2 separate regions of the Mus musculus genome follow, and region 1 is linked to region 2. A link is a contact called in public HiChIP or PLAC-seq data. All regions are on one chromosome and are shown on one strand. Each heading gives the region's core, a stretch centred on a gene start, on an enhancer-like site or on the middle of the called end of the contact. The rest is flanking DNA. Distances are from core to core; before and after follow the strand shown. Region 1 overlaps Ntm (neurotrimin). Region 2 overlaps Ntm (neurotrimin).

The links. HiChIP or PLAC-seq counts read pairs in DNA pulled down with a chosen protein or histone mark.
Region 1: a contact with region 2 is called in an H3K27ac HiChIP or PLAC-seq map of heart atrium, with 6 read pairs. The contact joins two enhancer-like sites. A contact is called at or near these places in 1 of 484 Hi-C or Micro-C datasets (nephron progenitors), 2 of 115 datasets of contacts at active chromatin or transcription factors (PVALB interneurons and heart atrium) and 2 of 9 other capture datasets (adipose tissue and pancreatic islet).

Annotation. Positions count from the first base shown.
Region 1 is chr9:29,100,047-29,106,998 of GRCm38.p6, reverse strand. The region is part of intron 3 of Ntm (neurotrimin); the gene reads left to right. Among named protein-coding and RNA genes, the nearest start is that of Gm15520, 68 kb to the right of the region's middle. Within about 2 kb of position 2,873, at least 18 of the 459 cell types and tissues checked have an H3K27ac peak or open chromatin away from gene starts, as enhancers often do. A contact at or near this core is called in heart atrium, where this site is marked.
Region 2 is chr9:29,023,847-29,030,694 of GRCm38.p6, reverse strand. All of the region lies in intron 3 of Ntm (neurotrimin), which reads left to right. Among named protein-coding and RNA genes, the nearest start is that of Gm15520, 8.2 kb to the left of the region's middle. Within about 2 kb of position 4,849, at least 11 of the 459 cell types and tissues checked have an H3K27ac peak or open chromatin away from gene starts, as enhancers often do. A contact at or near this core is called in heart atrium, where this site is marked.

The sequences.
Region 1 (6,952 bases), core at 1,624-4,123, 78 kb before region 2:
ATCAAGGGGAGAAGAGCAGGCTGATCAGAATCTACCTGCAGATTAGAGTAATTTAGATGAACAGCTTTGTCCAGATCTGGGGCCTAGATTAGCTGTCCCACTTTCAGACTGATGAGATGTGCCAAGCTAGAGCTAATCACCTCGAGACACACTGGGGAACAGTGTTCCTGGTGATGATTCTTTGGAGATCAGAGATGTCATTGAGCTGCTGCCAAATCTGAACTGAAGCTAGAGACCCTTAGCAGTCAGGCCTTCATCTGTAGCCACTAAATGTTTCCAAGAAAGCGCTTATTTTAAATAAGCTAGGGCAGGCTTGGGGCTCCTGAGAGAATCATGTGCACCTTTGCTGAATCTCTAGAGGCAGTGAGCCGTTGTCATCTTTGTCTCACTCCTGAAGACAGATCATATCTTAGTCAAATCATTCTTACATAGATGTGAAATTTCCCCCAAAGAATAGCTGACCCAGGCACTTGGGGCAATCTGATGACTTCATTGCACCTTCTCCCTCTCAGTTTATTTGCTGGTTTTGTACAGTTCTGAAAAAAGCTTGGTTTTGTCTATTGAAAGCCATCAGGTGCAGCTCACAACAGTCACATAAGGTCTCATCTTCAGAATGAGTACTTCCTCCAGTCATGACCACCTTCTTTGTGAAAAGGTGATATATAAATGTGGGCTGTTCTTTCAGGAAGGCTCTGGTATATTGATATAGGAGTGGATGTCTGCTGGATAAAAGGGTTAAGAGGCCTGTCCAAGCCATTCAGTAGGCAACGGAAGTGCCAGATGTCTGGAAGAAGGATGGAGAGGAAGATAGGGCCTCCCTTTGAGCAAAGTCATTTCTCTGGTGTTATTTATAGTGTGATGCCTTTTCTATTTCCTCCTCATGGCTTCCTACTCTTAGAATTCAAGAGAAAAGTGATCAGTTTTCCATATAATTGTGGTTTTCTGCACATTTGTTCTGGATATAAACTTATTGTGTACACTACCTTGGACCCTGGCCTTTTCAGGAAGGAAAGTTCTCATTTCATGTCCTCATAAGAAAGAGCTGTGGCTTACCCCATGAAAGCCCAAGCCAAACTCCCTACTAAGGGTCAGTATGTGTACAGGTGCAGTCAGAGAAGCTAGGCTGCTTCCTGCTCAGGACTCTGGGCTTCATCTTTCTCGTTATGTAGACACACTTTAACGCGGTCTTATTCTCAGTTTTCTCTGAGTATGCAGAAATATTTTCCCTTTTAATATATCCTGAAAACCACTACAGTAGGCTGCTTCACTTCACAGGAAAGTGTTCCTATATCCCTGATACCAGATTCATTGAGGGGCCCAAGCTTTAGAGAGACAGTTGGAATTCTTACCTTGTTACATGCCTGGTGACCTACTTGAAGCTCAGGAAAAGGTTTGAGTCCAGTCAAGAATCTATGGTCTTTTCACAACTTTGGAACCAAGAGCCACTGAGCGCCTGATAGAGTCCTCCATGTGCAGTGATATTCAGTACCTGTTTTTTTTCCTATTAAAATTCTTGACCCATTACATCCTCTTCTAAAAAACCCAAATAGTACCGTATGCCAAGGCAAAGCAAGATGCACTGAGAAAGTCCACAGAGCTGATACGTTCCAGACCTGGTTCAATTGGAACATCTCTGTTTCAGAAATTCTTTGGGGACACAGTCTGCTTCTTTTGCTTTCTTGACCTTGTGCATATTCCCTAGGGCATAAACACCATGTAGAGTATACTGTTGGTGTGGTATACAGCACTGTTCATTGGTACAGCTCCTAAGTGGCATATCACTTCTCCCAGTGCAATGCTCCAGTCTTACTCCTGGAAGTTCTCCTCCACTATGATATTTAGAGAGGGATCTGGCATGTTTTCCCCAGTGGAACCCTTAGCCAGACTCCAGGACACTTTGCAGTGGGCCTTTGTAGGCCCTCCCAGACCTTCCTGAAGTCACTTCAAGGGAACCTGGCATAGTGGGAGGCTGAAAGGTGGAGTCCATCTTCAAGTTCATTTTCGCAGAAGAAGACTCACACTTGCTTTGATATCGGGCCGTTTGATACACTCTGGGTCTTGGTGCCATCAACTGCTGAGATGTGTGTTTCTAGAATATGTTCTTCATCTTGCTCTTCCAGGACAGCTTAAGCCTTCTACCATTTACTGTAGTTAACTGCCTCGTGTGTGGCTCCTAAGCACTGTATTCTAAAGTAGACAAGAGGACAGTAGAATATATGTGAAAATGCTCCCATCCTCTGCTTTGAGTAAAGCAAAAGGCAGTTAATTGGACAAAAGAAAATCCTCATTTTAAATGCATGCATCCACCCTGCCTCTTCTCTTCCCTAGCTCCTTATGCTTGGTGGGTAAATAGAACGTAGGCAGGAAACTGCACATTCGTCTCAGAGTTACATACATGTATTAGGGTAGAATGACAGGAAAAGTGTGTCTATTGACTTTCAAAACAAAGCCTCTTAATGCAACACAGGCTGGGTATTTGCATCCATGTCCACAGAACTTCTGCGTTCATGTCAACAGCCTTTTCCTGTTGTCACGTCTTCCTCAACCATGCTTGAGGAAGCCTAGTGGAAGATTGGTAGTCCTTATTTCTGAACACTTGAATAGTCAACAAGCTGCTGAGAGCAAAGTGACCCTTTACATGGGCTCTTTCCTTGTGAGTGTCCTGAACCACACACCCGCTACCCTGTCGACCACTGGCTTGCCTGGTTTCCCATTTGTCAGCACTGACAAAGCGTCCTCCCAGCCAAGCAGGACACTGACGCATTAATTGGCACTGGAGGTATCACAGCTTGAGTTCAACCAGAGCTGGCAGGCTCTATGACTCTGTGACAGCTCTGTGAAAAAGTGTCAGGAGTGGAGCTCTGGCATGCCATCGGCTGACTGCAGCACCCTGGCACTAATGAGCAGCCTGTCAGCACCAGCATCAGGCCCTGTGTGGCATGGGGATCATTAGGACAGCAAACGAAAAAGTTCCTGGCAGAGAGAAGCTGAGGGAGCTAAAGGTGTCACCTTACCTGGACATGGCACTGCCCCAAAATGAGAGAGAGAGAGAGAGAGAGAGAGAGAGAGAGAGACAGAGAGAGAGACAGAGAGAGAGAGAGAGAGAGACAGAGACAGAGACAGAGACAGAGACACAGAGATACAGAGATATAGAGACAGACAGAGACACAGAGACAGAGAGACTCTGTAAGGTGTTCCATGCTTTTGGGTTACTTTTAGAAACTCTGCTTGATTGAATCACCTTGTTATTAATCAGAGAAGGCTGGACATCTTTTCTGCACTGACCAAAGGGGTATTGTTTAGCTCTCTAGTCATGGCTGTACCATAAAGCTATAAAGTGTATGAGAAAGAAAGACTTGGGAGAGGAGAGAGAACTGGTATTTACTCTTTTTGCTTCTTGTCTGGGCAGCTCCCTGCCTGGGAAATCTGCTGAGAGTTGTTTGCCACCTGCCTGTCTTCTACTGAAATATCAGAATCTAGATAAGCCATTAGAAGAACCTGGCTTTATCTGTGTCTTTGTCCCAAAAGTGGACATGGGGGTTCCCTGGGCATCTATTCAATGTAAATGCTTCCTGATGGCAAGGATGGAGTACACAGTACTTTGTGCATTCTTTTGCACTAGGCTCTTCAGAGCTGTATGGTGTATCTTCCATTTTCTGGGGATTTGGATGTATCAGATGGAATTCATTTCTATGAAAGTTTGGATGAGAGGTCTGAGAGAGTTGGGCATTGAAAACATATCCAGCTGGAGAGAAGTTGTCACTTCCTTGTTAGTGGCTGGGTCATGCTGGGCAGTGGTCACGAAATCTGAAGCCTCACTTCTTTCTTGCATTAATTCCTGCTTCTTGCAATGGTACCTAGACTTTTCATGACCTCACTACTCTCCAATACCATATACAGCATTGTCAAAGCAACAGCTCAGACAAGCCAACACATGCAGGAAGACCTCACTGTGACCCATGCCCTCTTCTCTACTTAGATCACTCTTTTACTCAAGAATTGTATTCTTGCTTCAAGACCAAGATACCAAGTTGTAAGCCTCTGATGATATTCCTTAGCCACAGCAAGTCACTCATTTCTCTGGGATCCAAGAGCACTTTCACACATTTCCAATCAGGGACAATGGCTTTTTTTTCTAGTCACCCACAGAGATCTGATATTCTCAAGTTACCTAAGAGATCCAGGATCTAAGAACAGTCCTTACTGAAGCCATTTTGCTTCATCTTCAAGGGCTGCTGCAGGAGCACTGCAAGGGATAGTGGCAGGAGAGAGTAGATAATGCTGGGGAGATGGTCCTATCAGCCCTCATATTTCTTTGCATCCACCGAGAGTTTCTGTCTGGTATGGTTGTACATGTGTTCAATCCAAGAAACATAGGATGCAGAAGCAGGAAGACCACCACAATACTGAGGCACTCCTGGTTGACATAATAAGTTCCAAGCTAGCTAGATCTAGTTATGAAGTGAAACTGTGTCTCACACCAAAACAAAAATAAAAATAAGCCCTTTGGATATAATTTAAACTCAAATCAAATCTTAGAAGGTAAAGAGTAAGACACCAGAGCTTCATTTCTTTACATCATTTAAATCCTTTTAGTATTACGTGTGTGTGTGTGTGTGTGTGTGTGTGTGTGTGTATGTGTGTGTGTGTGTGTGTGTGTGTGTGTGTGTGTGTGTGTGTGTGTATAACTCAACACACACAGAGCCTCAAGCTCTGTGGGCAACTTGGGAAAGACAGTTCTCTTCTTTGACCAAGTGAATCTTGGTTCTCAAATCAGGTTGTCAAGTTTGATGTCAAGTTCTGCTTACATATAAGTTATCTCATAGGCTCAAATATTGAAAATGCATTGTTGTAGTTAAGGTTTCTATTGTTGTGGAGAGACACTATGGCCATGGCAACTCTTAGAAAGGCAAATATTTCATTGGTGCTAGCTTTCAGCTTCAGAGGCTTAGTCCAGTATCCTCATGGCAGTGTGCAGGCAAACATAGTGTTGGAGAAGGAGCTGAGACTTCTACATCTTGATCCACAGGCAGCACAAGTAACTGTGAGCTACACTAGGCATAGCTTGAGCATATGAGACACCAAGGTGTCCTCATAGTGGTGCATTTCCTCCTTCAAGGCCACACCTACTCCAACAAGGCCACACCTTAATTATGCCACTCCCTATAGGCCAAGCATTCAAACACATGATTTTATTATGAGTATTTCTGTTCAAACTACCACATATATACTCTACTCCATGTGTACTGGGCCTTTTTCCTTATTATCAGGTTTTGAACCTAGGACCTCATGCATGCTAAAGTTCTACCTCTGAGCTGTATCTCTCAGCCATGTTTATATAAATTTTGAATGATAATCTTGTCAGAATTTACAAATCAACCCAAGAAATGTCTAAGTAAAGGTCTGCTACCCTCCCATGATCTGTACCAAAAGCATAAATCCTTAGACTATTCCTGTGGGAAACATAGAGAGTAATCTACCACTAACATAGTTAGGACAGTTTCACCAACGTAAAGCACCTGTCACCTTCACAACTTATGTTAACATAAGAGCTCTATGGCTAGCTGCTATGCCCTTGGCATAGAAGTAGTTAATCAGTGTCTTCCTCAGTCTTCACCCCTTTCTAGTTAATACAGATCCTTAGTGAAAATTCCCACTGAACCTTAATTGGCTACCAGAAGGACCAGGAAAAATCCTACTGAAACAGATATTACACTGGTCAATTGTGGTCAGAGAAGAAAGTGATGTATCACCTTAAAAGAGGTAACCTGTTCCAGGCACTATGGCTTATACATTATTGGTTCTGATACATAGAGAGAGTCATATACTATGATGAACATCAAACCATAGCACAACCTCACATTGTAGGGGAAAAGTGGTCCAGAAATCCACTAGTCAAGTGGTTTAAGCATCGGCAGATGAAACAAGGTGAGGAAGAAAAAAATGGAGGAGACATTTATAGATTACTCTTTAACTCCATATAAATTTACAACCAGATAGACACAGATAGAGTAAAGTTTGCCACTGTAAACAAGGGATTTTGTAAGTCTAATATTTATGGTCTGATTTAAAGCAATCTTATCTGTGCTTCTTTCTACTTCAAAGAAGAGAAAGATTATAAAAAGACCAGTGGAGAAATTAATGAGTTCAATGTGCCCGAATGGAGAACATATGCAATCACGCCTCAGTCTAGAAACCGAGGGCAGAAGTGCACACCACAGGAGCTGTTTGTGGTTTTACCCAATTATTTAAAAACCCTTGAAAAATGTTGTAGAATCAGATGTCTGCTGAATTCAGACATCGCTAACAGCAAACTCCCCCATGCTCTCCCGAGTCTTCAGCTATTTATGCTAGTTCTTGGTGACTGTTACCAAGAAGAAATGTTTTGATGGAACCAAAAGAGAAACAACAGCAAGGAGATTGAATCATCTTTCTCACAGATGCCAATCAGCGTGGCTCAGTAAGATTAGAAGTCTACCTTAAATAGAGGCCCCTATAGGTAGGAAGACCATTTCTAAACAGACTCAAAAGACAGCCAGCACCATTTGGGGCCTGGAAAGTGTCTCATTAGACCAGCTGAGGCTTAGGAGTTCATGGATAAGATTTGACAAGAACCAGCATCACAATATCTTTTTCATTAGGTCGTGGAGTGTATAGTGCAGACTTTCTACAGAAATCCACCCTGATCAGTGGCCTTTACTTTCTGTGGTTTGGGTTATCTCAAGTCAACTGTGGTTTGGAAATATTAATGGGAGCTTCCAGAAATAACCAAGTATGAGTTTAAAGTTGTTTGTTTTTCTTCGTATGATGAGGTTTCATTACATCCAGATCTTTTCTGCCTGAGACATACATCTTTTTTGTTTGTCATGCTTGTCTGTGTGTTTTCTACCTGCCTGTTAGACACTGAGTGGCCCTATGACTTGCAAGATCAGCTCTAGTAGTGTCACTGTAT
Region 2 (6,848 bases), core at 3,600-6,099:
GTTAGAGATCACTAACCATTCTATTTCAATGTAGTGATCACTAACATGGGACACAGCAAAGTATAACTAACACAGGACACCAAACTTCACAAAGATGAAATCTAAACTGTAACCTAAAAGAAACCCAAGACCACCTGAGAGGGGAGAGAATTTCAAGTTAGGAAGAGTCAAAACCCGCGTCAAAGATGAAATAACCTTCTTCAGTTACCATCTATTGTTTCAGGCAGACCTGAGAAATTATGGAAAAATACATAGAAAATGAGAAAGAAAGTTGTCAGACAATGAAGGGATATGCTGGAATCCATTCTGGCGTGGCATTAACCGAAACAGATGGCAACACTCCACTAATATTATTAAGGGAATGCATTCCAAGTGGAGATCTATAGCAAGTTTTAGAATTTCGAATCTCAAAAGACTATTCTAGAGGCTCTGAAATACAAGAGTACATGTGTTAAATGGTGTAAAAAGGATAGAAGCGAGACCTCATTTAGAGGTAGAATATGTCATACTTGCAAGGTTTTTGCAGTTGGGACATGGTGTGAGTAACTACTAGTTAGTAGTGATACCTTTAGGAGTAAGAGTTTGAAGATTCTGTGTTAGAAAGATCAAAATTGGGGAGCATTCCAGATCTCTCATGACCATGTTTGGTTAGCCATTGTAGCCATTGCATGTGTGAATATAAGTTTCATGCAAGAGAAATAGGGCTGAGAACAGAATGTTTGAGTTGCTGCCATAGACCTGGAACTTCAAAGCAGAAGAATAAATTATATGGCCTAAGAAATGACTGAATAGTCAAAAAGAATATAAAGACTGCATGGAACTGGTCTCTGAAGAATCTAATGTGTAGAAATTCAGGAAAGTATGGGAATCTACTAAGGAGATTTTAAAGGTGTTACCAAAGAAACAAATGTCAATTCAGAGGTTATGATGTAATAGACTCTAAGATGACCATTTAAAGGAGATAGCTGTCAACTTTGTAAATTGCTGCTGAGAAATCTTTTAAGAAATTGCTTAAACATTTGCAGTGAAGTCGGAAAGTTGGCAGTCATTTGATGGCTTTGGGCTGGAGACGGGGAGCAGAGAGGTGTGAACAGGTGCTAGACTGGACTGTCTCAAGCAGGAACCAAGGGTACAGGGTTTCAGACAGCACATTTGGACAGACATTTAAAGCAGCGTGACTATGAATACAAGTCCATGGAACACGGTGCTGATGAGACAGATCGTTGAAAGGTGAAGGATGAACATTCATAGAACTGGCCCAGCACAGCAGAAGCTGATGACAGGCACATAATGACAGTGGAGACCAATGATGGAGTGACTCCTTTGAAAAGGTAGGCAGGGTAATCACATTGTGGCAGGGACAGGATCAAGTTATTTACACTAATAATATAAGATAGAAATAGAAGTAAGTGGTAAGGGCTTTTCTGCATGAGGAATTACAAGATAGGTCAAGAAGTCGAAGGTTTATCACAAGGCAGTAAAGGGAGAAGAAAGGATGAACAGGCTGGATCAGTGGATTTGAGACCCAAGATGAAAGAATAATTGTTGTTGTATCCAGTTATGTACCAAATGTTGTAGAAAGACAGAATGTTGTGGATACAGTGAGATGTTCAGATTTGTGACTTCGCAGGTAATAAAGTTCCAGGCAAGTTCTGGGTTTAAAATGTGAAATAGGTCACAGAAGAGATCAGAGGAAAGTGTCATGAAGAGTCGTGAATAAGGGAGTCAGGTTTTGATCAATTGTATTTCTGGACAGCAGGTCTCTGAGAATAATGTAGAAGTGGGACTGGTGATAGGAACTCTAAGCCAGGATAAAGATGTTCCACAAATGAGGAGAAATTGCCAGGTCAACATAGAAATGTGAAGAAGAGACACGCGTAATTATTAAGATGACAAGAGCCGCAAAGTCACAGCTTTGAAAAAGATTCAGTCTACAACTTTTGTTAGGAATCAAAGACACCAAGTGACTATAAAGCATGTATGTTATTTGAAAATTGGTAGCTTCAGCTTGAAGGTCTGTAGGGCCATACAGATTCTCAAATCCTCATGACAGGGCCAGGCTGGTATCTCTCCAAGAATACAAGGGCATAAAGGAGCTAATGACCATGTATACCAGCATCCAGAGTGTACAATGGGAGTCCTGGGAAAGGAGAGGGAGAGTGTGGACTTAAGACAAAGGGAGGGTTAGCTGAGCCATGAACTATAAAACTGATGGAAGCAGGCGACTGACGCTTAGAGTAAAGGTCAGTGAACCACTGCTGATGGGCCAACTCCAACCTGCTGGCACTTTTGTATAGCTATTTTTTTTTTCATTTTTGAATTGTTGAATATCAATCAAAAAAGGAGAATAGAGTTTCTCCTCTATATCCATGGATTTTTGTATTCATCTCCTTAGCTATCCACCATCCAAAGTTATTACATCTGCATGAGACATTTATAGAACACCCTTTCTTATCATTACCCTCCAAATAACATAGTGTGACAAAATATTTGCGTAGGTTTGTAGTATGCGAGACTTTGTAGATAATTTAGAGATAATTTAAATCCTACAGAAGGGTATATGTGATTAGAGTACTATCTGCAAATACATTTTACATTTGGCCCTTAAACCTCTGTAGATGTGGATATCCTCAGGAGGCCTTGGACCCAATCCCAAGTGGTGGCTTAGGATGCAACACACTGTATCTTATAACAAGTTAAAATGACCTGACATTTAAATGTCATTGTCTACAATTAAAGCTTTGTTAAGAGGCAACCACAACCATGTGGTTTCTGTGTCTCCTCTGATGCCCTGTCAGTGGTGTTCAATAGTTGTCACAGAGGCCACATGGTCTGCAGATCTTAAAATTGTTACTCTTCTGTACTTTACATAAAAAAAAAAAAAAAGACGTTGGCTGGCCCTATTCTAGAAGATATGTCACTTGTAGAAAAATGGTGATTCAGTCTTGTGCTGTGGTCTTCAACACATTAGAGGATGTCAGACAGTGTATGACTGTGGTAGATTTCTCCTGGGGGTGGCATTGATGTAAAGCTTCCAGCGGCAAACAGGAGTTACAGAAGCAAGCCTCTGTACTGCCGAAGCAACTGAACACCTGCCTTTACCAACCACTTGCTTTTCTTGATTGACTTGCACTTTTTGATTTGCTCTCTGAGAATGTTGTACAAGGTGCTTGGATTATGTTCTCTTTCTTTCCCTGAACTCCTCCCAGATTCATTCCCTCTTCAGCTCTGACTCAACTGTGTATCCTTGTTTTCCAGTCCATCACGTGCCACTTTGTGCTACCCCAATATTCTTGGATGTGTGGCCTCCCACTGGAGCATGGCCAACTTCTAAGAGGCTATGCTCTTAGAAAAAACTGACCATTCCTCTCTTACTAGCTAAGAATTGCCAATAGCTATTGATAGAACTTCATACCCACATCTCTCAGAGATGGGCTTTGGTCTGGCTTGGGCTAGCAGAGACCTTGTACATGCTTAACATGCAATTTTATCAGCTGCCTCTCTCATACTCTCATCTCCCCTTAATGCTCCTCCCCTCCTTTCTGCCTCCTTTTTCCCCATGCTTTCAGGTACTGACTCCATTCTGTTATCCCACTGTACTGCAGAGGGTCACAGTCAAAATTTAGATGCAGTGATTGGTCTCCTGAAGCTGAGTGTTAAACAACATTGACAAATGACTTTTCATCAGTCAGAGTGGCCAAAATTCTCATGTCAGAGAGCAATAACGCTGGATTCTGATTGAGTGAAATGCCCCATCCTCTCATTAGTTAGGATTAAGAGATAGTAAGAGTTACCAGGTGTGAAGATTTGAGGATTGCATGTTCATGTGATTTACAGGGAGCCATAGACGGCAGATAGGGAGAGCAGCATTGTCAGTGGCAGGCACCATCCTAGATCCAGGAAAGACATCTTAGGCTCTAAACATCTTGAACAGGAGGTGAGGGCTAAATCTGATGCTCTCGAATGGCATTACCCTGCTTGGCTGAATTCAGCACCTTCACTGGCAATCAGCTCTTTCTTGGAACCATCTCCTCCAATGCTGCTTCCCCTTCCTGCACAGAGCTACTCTCCATGTGGCACGTGTCCCGTGTCCCCACACAGAGGTTCCCCTTCCTTTGCAGAGCCCCATTTCTTGTTGATGGCAGCACTTTCCCTCTGCCTGTCCTAGGAAGGTAAAGAGCCTAATTACGTTGCTCGCAATCACTGCCTACTAATTACAAATAGACAAAGCTGAATCACCACCAAGCCGATTCCACTCAGAGACAAAAAATTAACCAGATTTAAGACAGCTCTCATAGACTCTTCTGATGAGGACACACTGTGTCCTCATAGCCAGAGGAAACAGGGACATGAACAAAGAACCTTTAAGGAGGGGCATTTGTGAAGACAGCAAAACCCAGGTCTAGATTTTTTTTTCTCCATACAAAGTGTGAAATAAATTATTTTTGTCTGAGGGTATTTTGAGAAGTCTTTTCTATGTGTCCACACCTACAAACATAAAGAAAGAAACAAACAAAGAAAAATCTTAAGAGGTAGATATCAGCCATTTTCTTAGAAATGAGAAAAGACAGTTTTAAACCGTTCATGATGGCTGTGTCAGCCATCTAAATCAGTCAGCGATTTCACTTGATTTTACAGTCACTCAGTGACTTCAATGTGCTTAACTCTGTTGTAGGTATAGAATAAATAAAAGATTCCATTCTCTTGAAAAGTAGTACACAACAAGGCAGTGTTATCCCTGAACCAAAACAAACAGAGGCATATACTGAGTGGAGACAAGGGAGGACGTGTGAGGGTCAAAACAGGGTTCTCACAAGCACTGTGCCAGACAGCTGTGAAGCCTGCGTAGATGTTTAAAGTGGACAAAGCAGATAAGACATTCCAGACACAGAGAGGGAGATTCAGACACACAGATCCATGTACTGCCTGGTATTTTTAGAATGCGGCTGGTGTGTCTGGTGCATTTGAGGAAAATGCTAAGGAACAAACCTGGAGACATAGGCGAGGGCCCAAGAGAAGCTTCTGTATAGCATAATGTCAGTCATGTCAAGCAGAGAATGAATTTAAATAGCAACTGATTATTGCTATTGCCAATATTTAAGCAATCCTAAGTTGGGCAATAATAGAATTAACAAATAAGCCAGACCTACCTATGAAGTTAGATAGAGAGAATAATGAAGGCCCAAATGAAGATAATAGCATTAATGAAGAGGTGCAGAGAGCACAACAGGAAGTGTCAGTGTGAGGGTGGGACCCCTCCACCAAGGTAATTAGATTGAAGGTGTAGAAGACATAAGATAATATGATTCCACTTCACCTCAGGAGAACTGGGAGTTGGCAGAGCTGTGAAAGGAGATGAGAAGAGGAAGTGGGGAGTCTAGGCAGTCAAGTCTTGGGAACAACAGATGGGCATTTCCCTGCAGATATGAGCCTGGGGTGCAGCAGGCTCCAAAGTTGGACTGCAGACATGGAAACCACGATCTTGGCTAGGAATTTCCATTGGAGGAGCAGTGTGAATTCAAAGTATGAATTAACTGGCAAGAGAAGATGAAAGCAGAGGAGGGCTGGGGTCTTATCAAATGTCACCATTGAGTACCTACCCCAAACTTCTGTGGCTTTTTTTTTTCCTTTCTAACCCTGAAGACCTCCTGGGTGTCAATTATTCTTCTAGGGTTTTCTCCAAATTTTCTCATATAATCCTCATACCCAGTCTATAAACAGTAAAAGAATATCTGCATTTTACTACAAAGAGTGGTAAGATTGGATAATTTTCTCAAGCTTACCTACTTCCTAAACTCCTGGCTATAGGCAGAAACCAATGCTACATGTCTTCTCTTACTGTGTCACTTTGTATCCAGTTTCCAGATGTGTTTACCGGGACAGGTAGATCTCATACAAAGTAGCAAAAGTAGCAAAGCATACTGGGAAAATAAGTAAGCGCTTCTGTTGTTTTCCCTACCCTTTTCCTGTTAGAGATTCCATGTGGTTGAAGAATCCTACCTATGTATAATGTATAGTGTATAATGGAATTAATAACAAAGTTGAAAGGAATTCACAAACAGATAGGCAAGGGGTCTGCACATGCTCCAGGTAACACAATTAGGTATGAAGTATTTGTGTTGATGGCTAGGTTTGGGCAACTGTTTGAAAACATACACACACATACACACACACACACACACACCTTTTTCTCCTACGTGAAATCTTTAATGATGGATGACAAAGTTTTCAATCATGTCTCTTTCTTTCTTGGCTCAAATGTTCCTCTTCCTGCCATTCTATGTGTATGTCCATGCGACTTCTCCAGTTACTACCCTCTGCACAGGGCCGGTATGCATCCTTTCTGGACCAGTTGCAAATACAGACACAGGATTTCCATCTCCAGTTTTCATAAAATCTTCTCACTTTTCTTTTACAATCCCATTGAATGTATCCCTTAAATTATCTCAATTACAGAGTTAAAACCAAGGCTCTTCTTTACTCCATGCCTTACCAAACAACCGCCCTTTGTAAGAGTTTTCTTGGCATGTGAACTGACAAATGAGAGAGTCTGCTCTGCCTCTGAGAATGCTGTTTCAAAAGGGAAAGCCGTGTCCCCTAACTCCCACCTCGGCCACAACCCACTACCTCCATACAGGACCTACCAGACTCCATATCTTTCAAACCAGGTGTTGGTAGGCAATGACTATACCCTTTAATAAAATGGATAATTGTCTGCTGTGCATGGGCATTCTTCAAAGGCTTGTAGATAAGCTACTTTACTTCCCAGTCTCCATAAAATGTTTAAGGAAGCACACGTACTGCGATGCTTTAACTCTGCCGTTATGTGCTTGCTTTTGACAGCTAGA